Linked DNA regions of Xenopus laevis: region 1 is linked to region 2. The links are chromatin contacts, called in public Hi-C maps. All regions are on one chromosome and are shown on one strand. Each heading gives the region's core, a stretch centred on a gene start, on an enhancer-like site or on the middle of the called end of the contact. The rest is flanking DNA. Distances are from core to core; before and after follow the strand shown.

The links. A called contact is a pair of places that touch in the nucleus more often than the background predicts.
Region 1: a Hi-C map of the XTC cell line shows a contact between it and region 2, with 2.7 times the contacts expected there. The contact joins two enhancer-like sites. A contact is called at or near these places in 2 of 4 Hi-C or Micro-C datasets (the XL177 cell line and the XTC cell line).

What each region holds. Positions count from the first base shown.
Region 1 is chr2L:96,638,249-96,644,660 of Xenopus_laevis_v10.1, forward strand. The region is part of intron 6 of bcas3.L (breast carcinoma-amplified sequence 3); the gene reads right to left. Among protein-coding and RNA genes, the nearest start is that of bcas3.L, 26 kb to the right of the region's middle. Within about 2 kb of position 2,708, at least 1 of the 7 cell types and tissues checked has an H3K27ac peak or open chromatin away from gene starts, as enhancers often do.
Region 2 is chr2L:95,984,409-95,991,519 of Xenopus_laevis_v10.1, forward strand. tbx2.L (T-box 2 L homeolog) reads right to left here. Exons shown (of 7, transcript NM_001087905.1): 4 at 5,078-5,154; 5 at 4,665-4,834; 6 at 2,814-3,415; 7 at 1-1,395. The coding sequence ends at 958. Among protein-coding and RNA genes, the nearest start is that of tbx2.L, 9.4 kb to the right of the region's middle. Within about 2 kb of position 2,848, at least 1 of the 7 cell types and tissues checked has an H3K27ac peak or open chromatin away from gene starts, as enhancers often do.

The DNA.
Region 1 (6,412 bases), core at 1,458-3,957, 650 kb after region 2:
GCAGGCAGTTTTTAAAGCTATGCATGACCTATCATGCACTTTCTAGAGATAAGATGCAGCTATTGGAGTGAAAAGACATAAAGATTGATGTGAAACGAATGTGGGAAGATTGGTGTTTTCTGCCCAAGCAAAGGTTTCTGAGAAATCCTGGAGGTCAAAGTCCTAACTGAATTCTACATATTGAATATCTGTGCTATACAGATTGTTTCACATGTACACACTAACCTTCAGATCTACATAATAGCTTTTTAACTTTATGGGAGCTAATATCATTAATGTACAATACTCATAGATTTAATGCTAAGTGATTAACAACTGATATAATACCAAAACAGCCAGTCATTCAAACACTTAGGGGGTTATGGTTCAAGGGACCTCTGCTCTTGACTTCTACATGACCTTGAATGGTTTAAGATGGTGTATTTTCAGATTCTAGCTATTTCCAGCTTCGGGATATAATAAATCTCGAAAAAGTTTTTTTTTAAACTTGAAAAATCAATTTTTGACTGAAAAATACCCTTGAAAACTTGCATTTTTCATGGAAAAAACAACTCGACCTTTGATAAATAACACCCTAAATTTAGAAACCCTAGTGGTAAGTGGGATGATATAGATCAGCAACAGAAATAGATTCACTTTTAGAGCTGGATACTCAACAGAAATAAAAACATAACTTTAATTTAGAACTATTAGATCTACAGATTAAAACACTGACCCTTGTAAGTAATTGTCCGAACGGTATAAACTGCATTAAGGCGAAGGATGATTTTTTTTTACATTGAAATGTAGAAACTGTGCAGCAACTTTGTCTTGCACAGTCAAAATACCCGGTGTCCAAAAAACACATGCCTATTTGGACTACGTACCTGGCTTCTGCCAACACTTTACAGGAGTTGCAGAATACAAGCAAATGCTGGATCAAACAGATTGGTCACCCAGATCCCTCTCCTAATTGATTTTCATACTTAGGATTTCTGTTCTTAATCCTAAAGAAATGATCTACACAAGTTCCCCATGCTGCTATAGGTATTAATTCATTTAAAAACAAGTTCCAAAACACGTCGCGTTTGAGGGTAATATTACATACCTCCTAACATTTTGGAAGTAAAAAGAGGGACAAAACTATTTTGGCCATGCCCCTCTCTGTGGCCACATCCCTAATTACCATGTTCATTTTACAAAATTTGGCAGGTTTTGAAAGTTTGAAAATATTTCTCCTTAACTAAACTGTTTTTTTGTGTCTCAAAATTGTTACAAAGTATCTTATTTGCACCTGTTAGCTGTTCTGTGCTCTCTGCTAAAAGCCAATTAAGTTAGAAACTTTTTTTTTTTTCTGGCTGTTCAGTGCAGAGAAAATAGGGACTTTCCAGTACAAATGAGGGACTGCAGGTTGAGCATTCAAAAGAGGGACTGTCCCTCCGAAAAAGGGACAGCTGGGAGGTATGATATTAGACATTTGTTTGTATTCTGCATGTTGGTTGGGAGAAGCCAGATGTGTAGTAGAAATAGACTTTTGTTATTTTGAACACCTATATGTTTTATGTTACTTCTGGGGCAGCGAGTAGCCATTTAGGCATTGCTTTTTCATAGCATTTTTCAGAAAAAGAGTGTTGCACAATTTTTATACCTTTATTTTTCACATATCAATATGGATTGCTAGAAGATATGCGTTTAACTGATATGCAACACTATACATTTGTAAGTAGCCATGACATCATTAACCCTTTGTGTACCACAATATTCACAATAGTTTCTTTTGTTGAATTTACCGCTGTACTTTATTCTCTTCTTTCCCACTTTTATTTTAAAGAATTTATTGGTTAGTGTAAGATCATAAATGAAGAAGCTGCATGCATCACTGTAAATGTATTACAGCACTGAACAATTCATACCTCCCAACATTTTGGAAGTAAAAAGAGGGACAAAAAATTTTTTTCCACATGTAGCGCAGCAATTTTTTGACCACACCCCTTTATGTGGCCACGCCCCCTAATTACCATGTTTGTTTTACAAAATTTGGCAGGTTATGAAAGTTTGAAAATATTTCTCCTTATCTAAACTGTGTTTTTGGGTCTCAAAATTGTTACAAAGTATCTTATTTGCACCTGTTAGCTGTTCTGGGCTCTCTGCTAAAAGCCAATTAAGTGAGTAACTTTGTTTCTTTTTCTGGTTGTTCAGTGCAGAGAAAAGAGGGACTTTCCAGTACAAATGAGGGACTGCGGGTTGAGCTGTCAAAAGAGGGACTGTCCCTCCGAAAAAGGGACAGTTGGGAGGTATGACAATTGGTTTGACTTTTTTGAATTTTTAGTTTTTTAATTATTTGTATTCTTCTGACTTTTTCCAGCTTTCAAATGGGGAGGGGATAATGGACCTCATCTAAAAAAACAAATGCTCTGTAAAGCTACAAATGTATTGTTATTGCTACTTTGTGTTACTCATCTTTCTATTCAGGCCCTCTCCTATTCATATTCCAGTCTATTATTCAAATCAATACATGGTTGCTAGGGAAATTTGAACCCTAGCATCCAGATTACTGAAACTCCAAACTGGAGAGCTGCTGAATAAAAGTCTAAGTAACTGAAAAACCACAAATAATAAAAAATGAAAACCAATTGCAAACTGTCTCAGAATATCACTTTCTACATCAAACTAGTTAATTTAAAGGTGAACAAGCCTTTAAACCTGGAACTTTAGCTGCTATTGTCTCAGCAATAAGGCTTAAGCTATACTAACTGTATATAGGAGAATATAATGTAGATCACAAGAAACACATTGCATTAAGCACTGGAATTGCAAACCATGCTTGATAATGATCAGGGGCGTTTTTGCCATGAGGCAAGGTGAGCACCTTGCCTCAGACAGCAGTTCCCCAGAAGTTACTGTACCAGGGGCAGCAAAAAGCCGCTCCTGTTACTTTTAAGAGCCGAATTTCTGGTTATTAAACCAGAAATTCGGCTTTTCTAGCTCAGAGAGCTCAATTTTGCACTCTGCTCTAGCGATGCAGCCCCCTTCAGACCCCTGTCTGCGATCGCAAGGTAAGCGCGACGGGCAGCATAACAGCCTGAAAAGGCCCTGATAATGATACAAATCATCAAAGGTGATAAGTGGTTTTTATACTCCCACAGTACCATTTCAATTTGCATATAAACATATTTTGTAAAGTTCACAGTGCGGTTAAACCTGTCTACTCTATATACAATACATCAGTGCAAAATTTTTTCGTTATGTTTGCTAAACAGTATTTTGTTTTGCGATTGAGTGCAATGAACATGTCTGTTTGATATCCCTGTATTTGTCTATTAGAATAAACACTTCTGACAAAACAAACGTTTTATTGTGTACATAGCTATATTCCCCCATTGTTTGCCTTTCATTGTTCAACACAGGTCATAGGTAATCATTTGTATATTACTGCCACCTGTGTTTGTGTTTGTGTTTAAGAAACTTACACTGTAAAAACAGCATGCAAATTTTGTGAAAAAAAATTCAAGAAAATAGATATTTTCCTGTAATGAATGGTCTATACTGTTGACATCTTTATTGCCTAATATTTAGAAATATTTAAGCATTTAACAAAGGGCATAAATATTTAAAGTAGTGTAGTAAATGAAAAATGTTTTGCTGAGAAAATTTAAAATAAATTAGAAAAAAAATGCACTAAACTGTTTAGATACATACAAGGTATCTGGAAGTTTGTAGACTGGCATGCGTGATGGGGCCCTTGTACAGATTTTGAGTATACAGATGGTTGTTATGGAATTACACATAGTATTAGCTGTATGAGCCCAGAGTAACCCTATTAGTTCACATTCCCTTTTTTCTTGCTGTACCACATGTCAAAAAAAAAACCCAGGGCCATAAAATTCCTGATATCACCACTATGAAACATTTATGTAAAACTGTCCCATAGATTCTACATCAGGTGTTACTAAAGAGGTGCATTTGTGGCTCAAAATAAAGGGTAATATTAAGGAAGAAGAAGTTCTTTTGCAAACGGTTTCTATTAAATATAGGTTATATTACACCTATTGCCAACCAAGGTGCTCCTATATGGAAAACAGACTACAGCTCCCTAGAATTATCCTTGGAGCTCTCACAGTCAAGATAATTCATTTGTAGTGCACAATAAAACTTTTTCTATGTATTGCACCCTACGAGGAGCAAAAAGCACTTACTACAATGCAAATGCTTATGTCACAACATGCAAGTGGACTTGAGAATGAGCCCTTTGAGCAAATGTGTAACTAGATGTTACAGGGCTCCACATCAAATTAATTATAGAGTGCCCAAATGTCCAGATTTACACATTTTACTAATATATTGAAACTTTTAATTAATGAGGGCCTCACATTGCAAATAAAGTAAGTTTTTGCTGCATATTACAGTCTCAGAATTCCCTCTTCTGGATTCCTTACTTGTTCTGGTAGCAGCCGGACTTTAATTAGGAAAAAGATAGTCCTCATATATGAAAGGTTAAGACCCAGCTTTTTAGAAGATGGAAAGAAAAAGGAAAATATAATATAAGCAACTGTCAAAAGGCTATACTATGGTATTATATTATGGTGTATAATAAATATGCATGGCTGCAATAAGCATCAGGGAGGAGAGGATCCAGTGAAGGTATCAATTAGAGATAAGATGAGACATTTTAAAATGTGTTAAAAAAAAGAAGAAAAAAAAAAAGAAAATGGGAGACAAAAAACATGGAGATAATAGGAAAATGGGAAAAAAAAAGAATACAAAAATAGAAAAGAATGGAAACAGCAGAAAGGAATAGAAGATAATTTATAGCCAAATCAGCTTCCAGTATCTGGACCACCTTTATAATGGCCACACAAGGCCTTTCTGGGGGACTACTGATTAGGCATAACTCCATATGACCACAAACAGTTGACTAAATTGCACTGATCCAAGTGATTAGCCTGTGGGCAACTCAGTGGGATCACTTACCTACCAAAAATAAGCTGAAGTGTGACCCATGCATTTTCTGCTTTGGCAGTTATACAACACATATGCCTTATCTGGTAATATGTGAGCCTGTGAGCTTGCAATCCATTCTAAAATATGCCCTGCACTGGGCTACTAAAACTTATACAAATTATGCACGCTATGGGGCTGATTTATCAAAGGTCAAATGCTACGTTTTTTTTTACCTCGAATGAACTTGAAACTCGAAATGTATCTTATTTAAGAAAAAACTGGAACATCTAAAATTCGAATGAATTATCGAACCAAAAACTCAAATCGAATCGAATTCGAACACAATTTGAATCGCGTTTTTATCTGAAAAAAACTCAAATGTCAGGAAAGCTATTAACTTCTTCAAATAGATCAGCGGACCTCTGTCATTGACTTCTACATGAACTTGGCTGGTTTTGGGTGATGACCTAATTCAAGTTACTTCCAGGGTAGGGGGATGATAAATCTCAGATTGGAATTCAAGTTTCTGGTTTTACACCTGAAATTGTGAGTTTTGACCAAAAAAATAACACTTTTGTGCACTTAAAAGGTAAACAGAAGCCTTTATTAAAAGGTTTTATACATTAAATATCGGTCTAATTTACTCTCTCAACAGTCTATATGCAAGCATGTGATAAATTCTCAAGTAGAACAGGAAAATAAAATGGAAAAGCAAACGTTTTTATTATTAATACGTTAAAACAATTAAATCCAGTAGACATTCTCTTTTAACACCAAGTATCCAGTGGTGCCAAACGCTTACAAAGGTTCCATTAGTAAACTATTTTTGGATCTGTAAGCACTTCAAAATTCCATGGATCCTAATCTAATCAATGCAGGCTCATTAGGGAAAAATTATGTTGTTCAGGTCTGCCATAAACTATATAGAGGTTAGGCTGACGATACTTTACTGATGAACCCAAAACACAAACAATGTCATTGAACTAAGAGCACAAAACCAAATGCTTCCCTTTACAAAATTACACAACAATTCTAAAGTAAAAAATAAGTTCCCAATATAGATTAAAGGAATACCTTACCAGAGGTCAAAATATCATGGTAGAAATCACTTGGTATTCTGGAAAATGTTTATAACTAGCAACAGAATAATAGCAACAGACATGTTTTTTAAAAGCAATCTTCTTTCTTTAAAAATACTAAAGAAGGTTTATTTCTATAGTTTTGGGGAGGGTGCTAGAGTTCTGCAATACACTGTATTTGGAGCAGTCATGAAGGCTGCTTAATGCTGTTGCAAGGCATTCATCTCTAAATGTGTTTCTCCCTTTCACTTAGTTGGAGCAATTCTCATTTTTCTAAATAACTAATCTTACAATATTTTGTTATATCTTGTAATATTTCAAAGCACTGCACAACAAAATAAGGTTTAACAATATTCATGTTTCTGTTGTAAAAAAAATCTATAGAAAAAACTGAATTATCCAGTTGCACAAGA
Region 2 (7,111 bases), core at 1,598-4,097:
TCACTAGAGTGCAAGCATGGCACACGATTGTCCTGTGCAGAGGGGACAGGCAGCTACAAACACAGTAAAGAAACCATACGTATGTCCTTCAATCACAAAATGCTAAATAGGTTTTCATTTACAATATATATATATATATATGTATCATGTAAATTGGAAAAAAATGAGGAAAATTAAATGCAATGAATTATTCTCTAAATATTATGTACACATCATGTACAACTCTGAATAAATTAATAACAATTTGCATATTTTGGGATCCTTATAGCTTATTTACACAAATTACTATGTTTCCATAAATATTTTTGGGCCCTGAGTAGGTATAATACCCTACTGCTGCACCAGCTTTCGGATTTTTTTTTTTGACAACAAATGCTTTCTAAGTATGCGGCTTCAACTAAGGATGGAATCTTTGTTTGACCATCCAACATAATATATATATATATTTATATCTTTTAGTTATTTTGTATTCACAATGGGATTAGACATACTTCGTATCTGCATTGTGTTTCCACAGTCATTTGTGAACAAACAGGTCCCAGACCTGCTTTAATAAGAAATCTGAAGAATTCTTGTTTCGCCCATCCACTGCCTATTTGTCCATCATCAAGTTTAGAGTCTTTGCATTCTTGGGCCATGCCACTTGAAGTGTGGGGAAAGGGGGTGAGCCCTTACAATAGCACTATTATGATGAGTTCACCATGGCTAAGAATAAGGCAGCTGTCCAGGCCCAGTGGCAGGTGTAGAATTCAGAGAGGATGTTTCTACAGAGATAGAAATGAGTTTTTGCTATTGTAAATCATCTCAAGCCTTCATACTTGGTGGGGTTTCAGTGTGTGGTTGCATTAGTCTCAGATTCTCATTTGATTGCTGCTCCTGCTCAATAAATAGAGTGTGCTGTACAAGATCCCAGTGCTTTTAAGCCCTTATGGCTCAGGTTAAGGGCAAAGGTGCCAGTCACTTTGGTGTCTCCCTGCCAGGGGAGATTTCCCTCTGACTCTCCAACCCACTGACGAGTCTCTGGATGTTCTGCAGCTCATTTATGGAATCCTTCATGGAGGCTTTGGGAGAGAGGGAGTTTGAGTGGGACCTTTTGGGCACAGGAGTGTCTGGGATTGGACTGGACTCCCGGCTACTGCCAGGTTTGGAGCTCTCTGATCCCGGGTTGAGGCTGCCAGGCAAGCCAGTGGTCAAGAGGTTAGTGCTGGGAGGAATGCCCACCGGGATTTGGTAGGGATTAAAGCGGAGGCGGGGCCTTGTGCTGCTGAGGAAAGGGTTCCTTGGCATAGTAGTCGCAGCGCTGGTAGCTGGCATCGCCGATGCAGCTGCTGCAGCTGCTGCCATGTAAGTGTAGGGATAAGGAAACAACCCTCCAAATGCGGGCATTGGTATTCCCTAGGGGATAAAGAAGAGAGATATTCAGCATACAATGTCCATCAGTAAATAAAAGAACAATCCCTATAAGCACCCATTTTTTTCAACACAGCGCTATAATAAGCAATGCCCTGTACCTGTTACATGATGCAACTTTTAACTACATATTTAAATAAACAAAAACATATATATATATATATATATATATATATATATATATATATATATATATATATATATATATAATTGAAGGCCTATGCGAAGTATAACAGGGTCTAGCGGGGCGTCCTCTGCTGGCAGCCTGGTGTACTCCAGTTAATTGGGAAGCAGTTTTAATATATTTCCAGCCCAACGTTCTTTCAACTTCCCATCTAAAGGTCTAGGTAATAATCTCCTCAAGGCTTTCACATATAAAAAAATACACACACCTAAGATTAACAGTTTATAGACACCAATCCATCCTTTAAAGCACAACATTCTATATAACATTCCACAGATAAAACATTTTAATTGTAAACTTTTTTCATGTATCGACTTCACCAGGACACTCTACCTCCAAGAATTGTTATTGAAAGAAAATTCTATTCTAAGCAACTTTAAAAAAAAAAAATCATACATTAATAAATTGTCAATAGTTATTTGTAAAGAGAATTTCAGCACAAAGTTGTAATTCTTTATCCCTTTCTACTCCCTGGTTCTGACTATTGAGACAATGTCAATTCTCCTTAAAGTTCATTATCAGCTGGCTTCTTTTATATTGTTGCAAGAATCCCAGCCAGGAGTAAATAGCCAGTCAAATATTCCTTACAAGTTACATTTAAAAATAACTTTAAAACTGCAAGTTGCTTATAACTGCATTTTCTTTCACAATGTAAAAAACAAAAAAGAGCACAGTTTTGCACAGAATATACGTTTATTACATTGTATTTCCCGTGCAAAATGAAATATTAAAGGTACAAAAACTGTACATCGCTGATTCCATTTCTTTGTTACAAATATAAAGCCCAGAAGTATTATGGAACAGGACACACGACAGATATTGGCAGCCAAGCAGGACAGTCAGACGATCTGACCACTATGAAACTGTATGCCATATTAATGCAAGCACCGGGTCTATTTCTCAGAGACATAGAAAATTCCCAGAGATATTGGAAACTCTGTATCGGGTTCATTCAGGAAGAAAATGAAAAGGTTACAAACAGCCTGTTTGCCAAAGAGTTCAGTAGAACTGTGTCCGTTGTGCAAATGGGCATGAGAATGTCAGATCCGACTATAAATCATTCTACTGACATTGCAGCTAAAGTAATAAGTCGCCTATATATGTTTCTTAATTTGCAAGGTTAATAACAACAGCGACATCTTGTGGTGGGTCAGGGCAAACGCACAAGCATTAACATTTTATAAAAACAAGGGCAGTCATTAGAGAATATGACTCTTACCTGAGAGGCCAGCATGTGTTGGGAAAAGTGAAATGGGAAAGGATTAGCTGCTCCCGTTGCCCCCTGCACTGAGGAAAGGCTGCCATTATCCAGAGCACCTGCCCCTGTCATTGAGGCTAGTAAATGTCCCATGCCCATGGCAGAGAAGGCTCCCGGGCCCATTGTAAACTGTCCCGGGTGAATGAACAAAGGCTGTCCGGCGTTCAAGGGGTTAAAAAACTGCTGGCCGTGGAGGCCTGAGAGAGCCAGGCTTTGCAGATGGCTAGCGCTCAGGTGAGGTGGGCTATCAGTCTGTACCATCAGGGGGGCAAAGGTCTCTTTACTTAAACTCCCACACTCCGGGTCACTTTTAGAGTCCTCTTTCCTCCTGCTCTCCGCCTTGTCTTTCTCTAAGCTCCTGATGCTGCTGAATAGAGAGTCGCTGCCGTCCTTGCGACTTTCTGGGGAGTCGGATTTCTTTTCTGGAGTGCTCTTGTCTTTGCCCCTGTCTTCGAGTCTGGGGCTACTAGGGGGGCTACGGTGGCCAACTGGGCTATGGCTTCTGGCGCTCCTGATCTCTCGCCTGTCCAGCTCCTGGTCACTGTCTGCCCCGAACTTCTCTTCTGCAGCACAGGAGAAATCGCAGGTTAATTGATTGAGTAGTCAAAGAGGTAAATCAGCAGTGATAGAATCACAGTCCCCCTCTTTCGCATCTAGGAACACTGTCACTGCGTCCTTGAATATTTACAACTTTGTATAACCTCCAGCACATCTATACACAGGATTCTCACTTAATGCACCCTGTTCTCTTCTCTCTTTTACCATATTGTATTTCTTTCTATGGTACGTGTGTTTATGGAATGGAAATAAGCTACACTGATGCATTCAATCTGCTTGATTGATATCTTTATCGTTTAATCCAAATAGAAAAAAACGAACATAAACTGCTTGTTTGTGTGTGGGGAAATATAAAGATAGAATACACATGAAGAAAATACTATTATTCGGAGTTCATTGATTTACATGACTTTGGGCTCTGACTTCTCTGTTTAGTTTTATACAACCTTGAGTGAAAACAGACATTTCTCTCCTTTGATGTGTAGAATAGAACTATTTGTGCAGCGTGAAAAATGGAATAATACTTATGGTATAAATCAATGGAATTTATTTCAATAGGTGAGTTAAGCTTTTTATTTGCATTGTGCTTGAAGAAAGTAAAACTAAAAATTGTAAGAAAAATAAATAAAAAAATAATAATAATTCCAGCACCTAAGAATTATATTTGAGAGCCTGCTTTTAGAAGAAACTGTAGTCAAGTTCTAATAGAAACTGTTATTAATGTGATTATGGTAATTATACATCCATGGGAAAAGGGAAATTATACACAAAGAATATTGAATATAATCGAATATTACAAATATTTTTAATAGGTTTTTTTTTCGTGTTTTTATTTGAATTTCCTTTGCAGATTCATGAATCAACTCCTCATTACTGTAAAAGAGGCAACAGCTAAATGTAACTTTAATGGTGGCCAGATTCAAAATGGAAAATGAATGCAAAGCAAGTGATACAGTAAATAGTAATACGTGTTGTCTGCTTGGGAGTACTTAAAGTATTTAAAGGTAAATTGGCTGTGTTCATTTTGCCATTAATTATTGGGAAAGCTGGAAAGTCCAGAATTTTGTCCTGAATTCAGGTTAGCAGCAGCACACTGACTTTGAGCTGTGCTTACATTTGTCTAGCTCGACTACAGTGGAAAAATGACCATGGGACTGCTGGATGTGAGCGACTAATGAGAATGCAGTTAGACCAACGAAAGTGCAGGGGCTCAGACACACTAATCCTGGGAGTTGCAGGACGCAGCGCAATTACCTCTATTATTGCGGTGCAGCCGGAGAGGGCTGGGTTCTGCGCTCAGGGGGGAATGTAGAGAGTCTCTGCCTGGGGCAGGATCACAGGAAGAGGCATCTGATTCTGCGCCATCTCTGTCTGCTTTGCACTGCTCTTCATACATCCGAAGGGATGGCAGGCTCAGTTGTTTCCTGATTCCCAAACAAACCAGGAGAAAAGGGGTTAAATGCTGATATAAAGCGACACACCGTTGCATAATTATTTAGCCCCATACCCGCCACCACAAGAAAGAAGGTTACATCGTAATTTAGAAAATACAAAAACCCTGCTGCGCCATATTTCTAGCCATTTGTAAATAGCTCACAAACGTGGCCCAGAATGAATCAGATCTAATCCCCCTGTAGCCAAGTTGATTGCACCTCTAATCTAGTTACCTTTTCTCTCTTCTTCCATTCCCAGTGTCTCTAAATCCTTTAGCAAATGGATTGTTATCAATTTTAAGCTGAGTGATCTAAAGGAGAAGGGAAAAAAATATATATATATACATAAACAAATATTTCAATAATACAACCGTTTGACATATCTTGATTTGATCTATTGGATAAGAGGACAACCATGTTTTCCAGCCCTGTTGGGTCTAAGATAAAGACCCCGCTATAAATGTATTTAATATGTTTTTTTTTTTTTTACAAATAAAATTCAGACAGATAAAATGGATAGATAGGCAGGCAGACAGACATTCCACCCTGGGTCTCAGGGATCTGGGTGTTGTCTCAGATGCCTACAATGAATGAGTTAGTGTGCCCATTGTGATCCGCTAACAATTGTAAAACAGGTTAATCCGAGTGGAAGTGTCAGTGTCTGTGTGTTTACTTTATCCCTGCACTAGCTAGTAGCACGCAGTAGGCAAATAATTCAGTCTGACTAAAACAAAACAGCAACCCCCTGTCGTTCGTCTCCAGCTTTCCCCACAATGCTTTACACTATTATCATAGCTAACAAAAAAATGTCATATTTCCCTGTAAGGACTCAAAAATACCTTAAAATACTCAATGCAATGTCTGGTTGCAAAGCAAGTGGACGAATACTAATATTTATTCTGTGTTGTACCAATGGAAAGGGTTAACAGGCAGGTTCCATTCTAACTATGTTCTTTATGTATATAAAGCAGAATTCTGCCCCTGGATCCCCCACACTGGGCAGGCTCCCTTACCAACAGATTAGAACACGCAGTCTCCCAGGTTTAACACACCGCATGCTTTATTAAAAATGATGCTGAGGTTTGCCCTGAATTATTAATAGAGTTTTAATGATAGGAAGTTATTTTTCAGAGCCCCCTGGAGGGAAGATGGCGACTAAACATTGCTGTGTTGGTTAAAAGCTATTCTTATCTCTCACATAAGGCTGAATTATGGGGCAGGCGACATTACATCAATTAATAATTCATCGTTTTGAAATATGTTCCTTTTTAAAGCTGCATATTACATTTCATAAACATTTACGAATTCCTGTTTTGTTTCCTTTCTAAAATATTTTTTTTTTTTTGTCTTTTTTTAAGAGACCTTTATTGAGTTCCCATGTACCAATCTATATACAATGAGATCAGATAAGGAGAGTCCGTTAAAACTTTCCCAGAAAGAATTAAAATATATTTAAAGGTATTATTCATGCAAAAGGCATCCACGTGATCCAGACCATATCCACTTATATTTCCTATCATTCATATGCCTGACTAAAATGTAAAAATAATTCAGAAATAATAAATAATATATTTATTATAAATAATATAATATATAACATATATTTTATATATATTTTTTTTAACATTCAAATTGTGACCAGCTACCTGTGATATATTTTTGTCTTTGTCCTTGTTTTCCTGTTTATTTGTGAATAAAGAGACGCCTCACAAATGAGCTCATTGTGTATTGTTTTGCTGCTGGACAAATTCAATCAGGGAGAGTGGAGTTTAATAATGGCCCCAGGCTGTTTTGGGATGCACAGCTTATGAACATTGGTAGCTTGTGGCTGGCCTACACTCTAAAGTGTTCTTTAATCGATCGTGACTCTTTGCCATAAAGTTTACGATTGGAACAAGCCCACCAGGACCCTCCGACAGATCTGTCAATTAACATCAGCAGCAAGGGGTAAAGGTGTGTGCTGGGGCAGGGACCATGCGCATGCGCACATGCAAGCTGGGGGAGTCTTTCTGGTGCTGCCTACATTCAAGTAGAATGTTAGCATATGCAGATAAAAGACGCCAAGGAAAACAGCTCGAGCCAATTAACAAAGACCTAGGTCCAGCCTCACCATCCTAAAAGAGCTGGGAATTAAAAGATGGCAATAAAGTATGGGACCTGGGTCTAATATTGCACCAAACCGAAAATATAAAATCTAAGTGTCTTATAAAATAGAACAAAACCGCAAAGTGTTAATTGGACCAATAATTTGTTCAACAAGCCATAAAA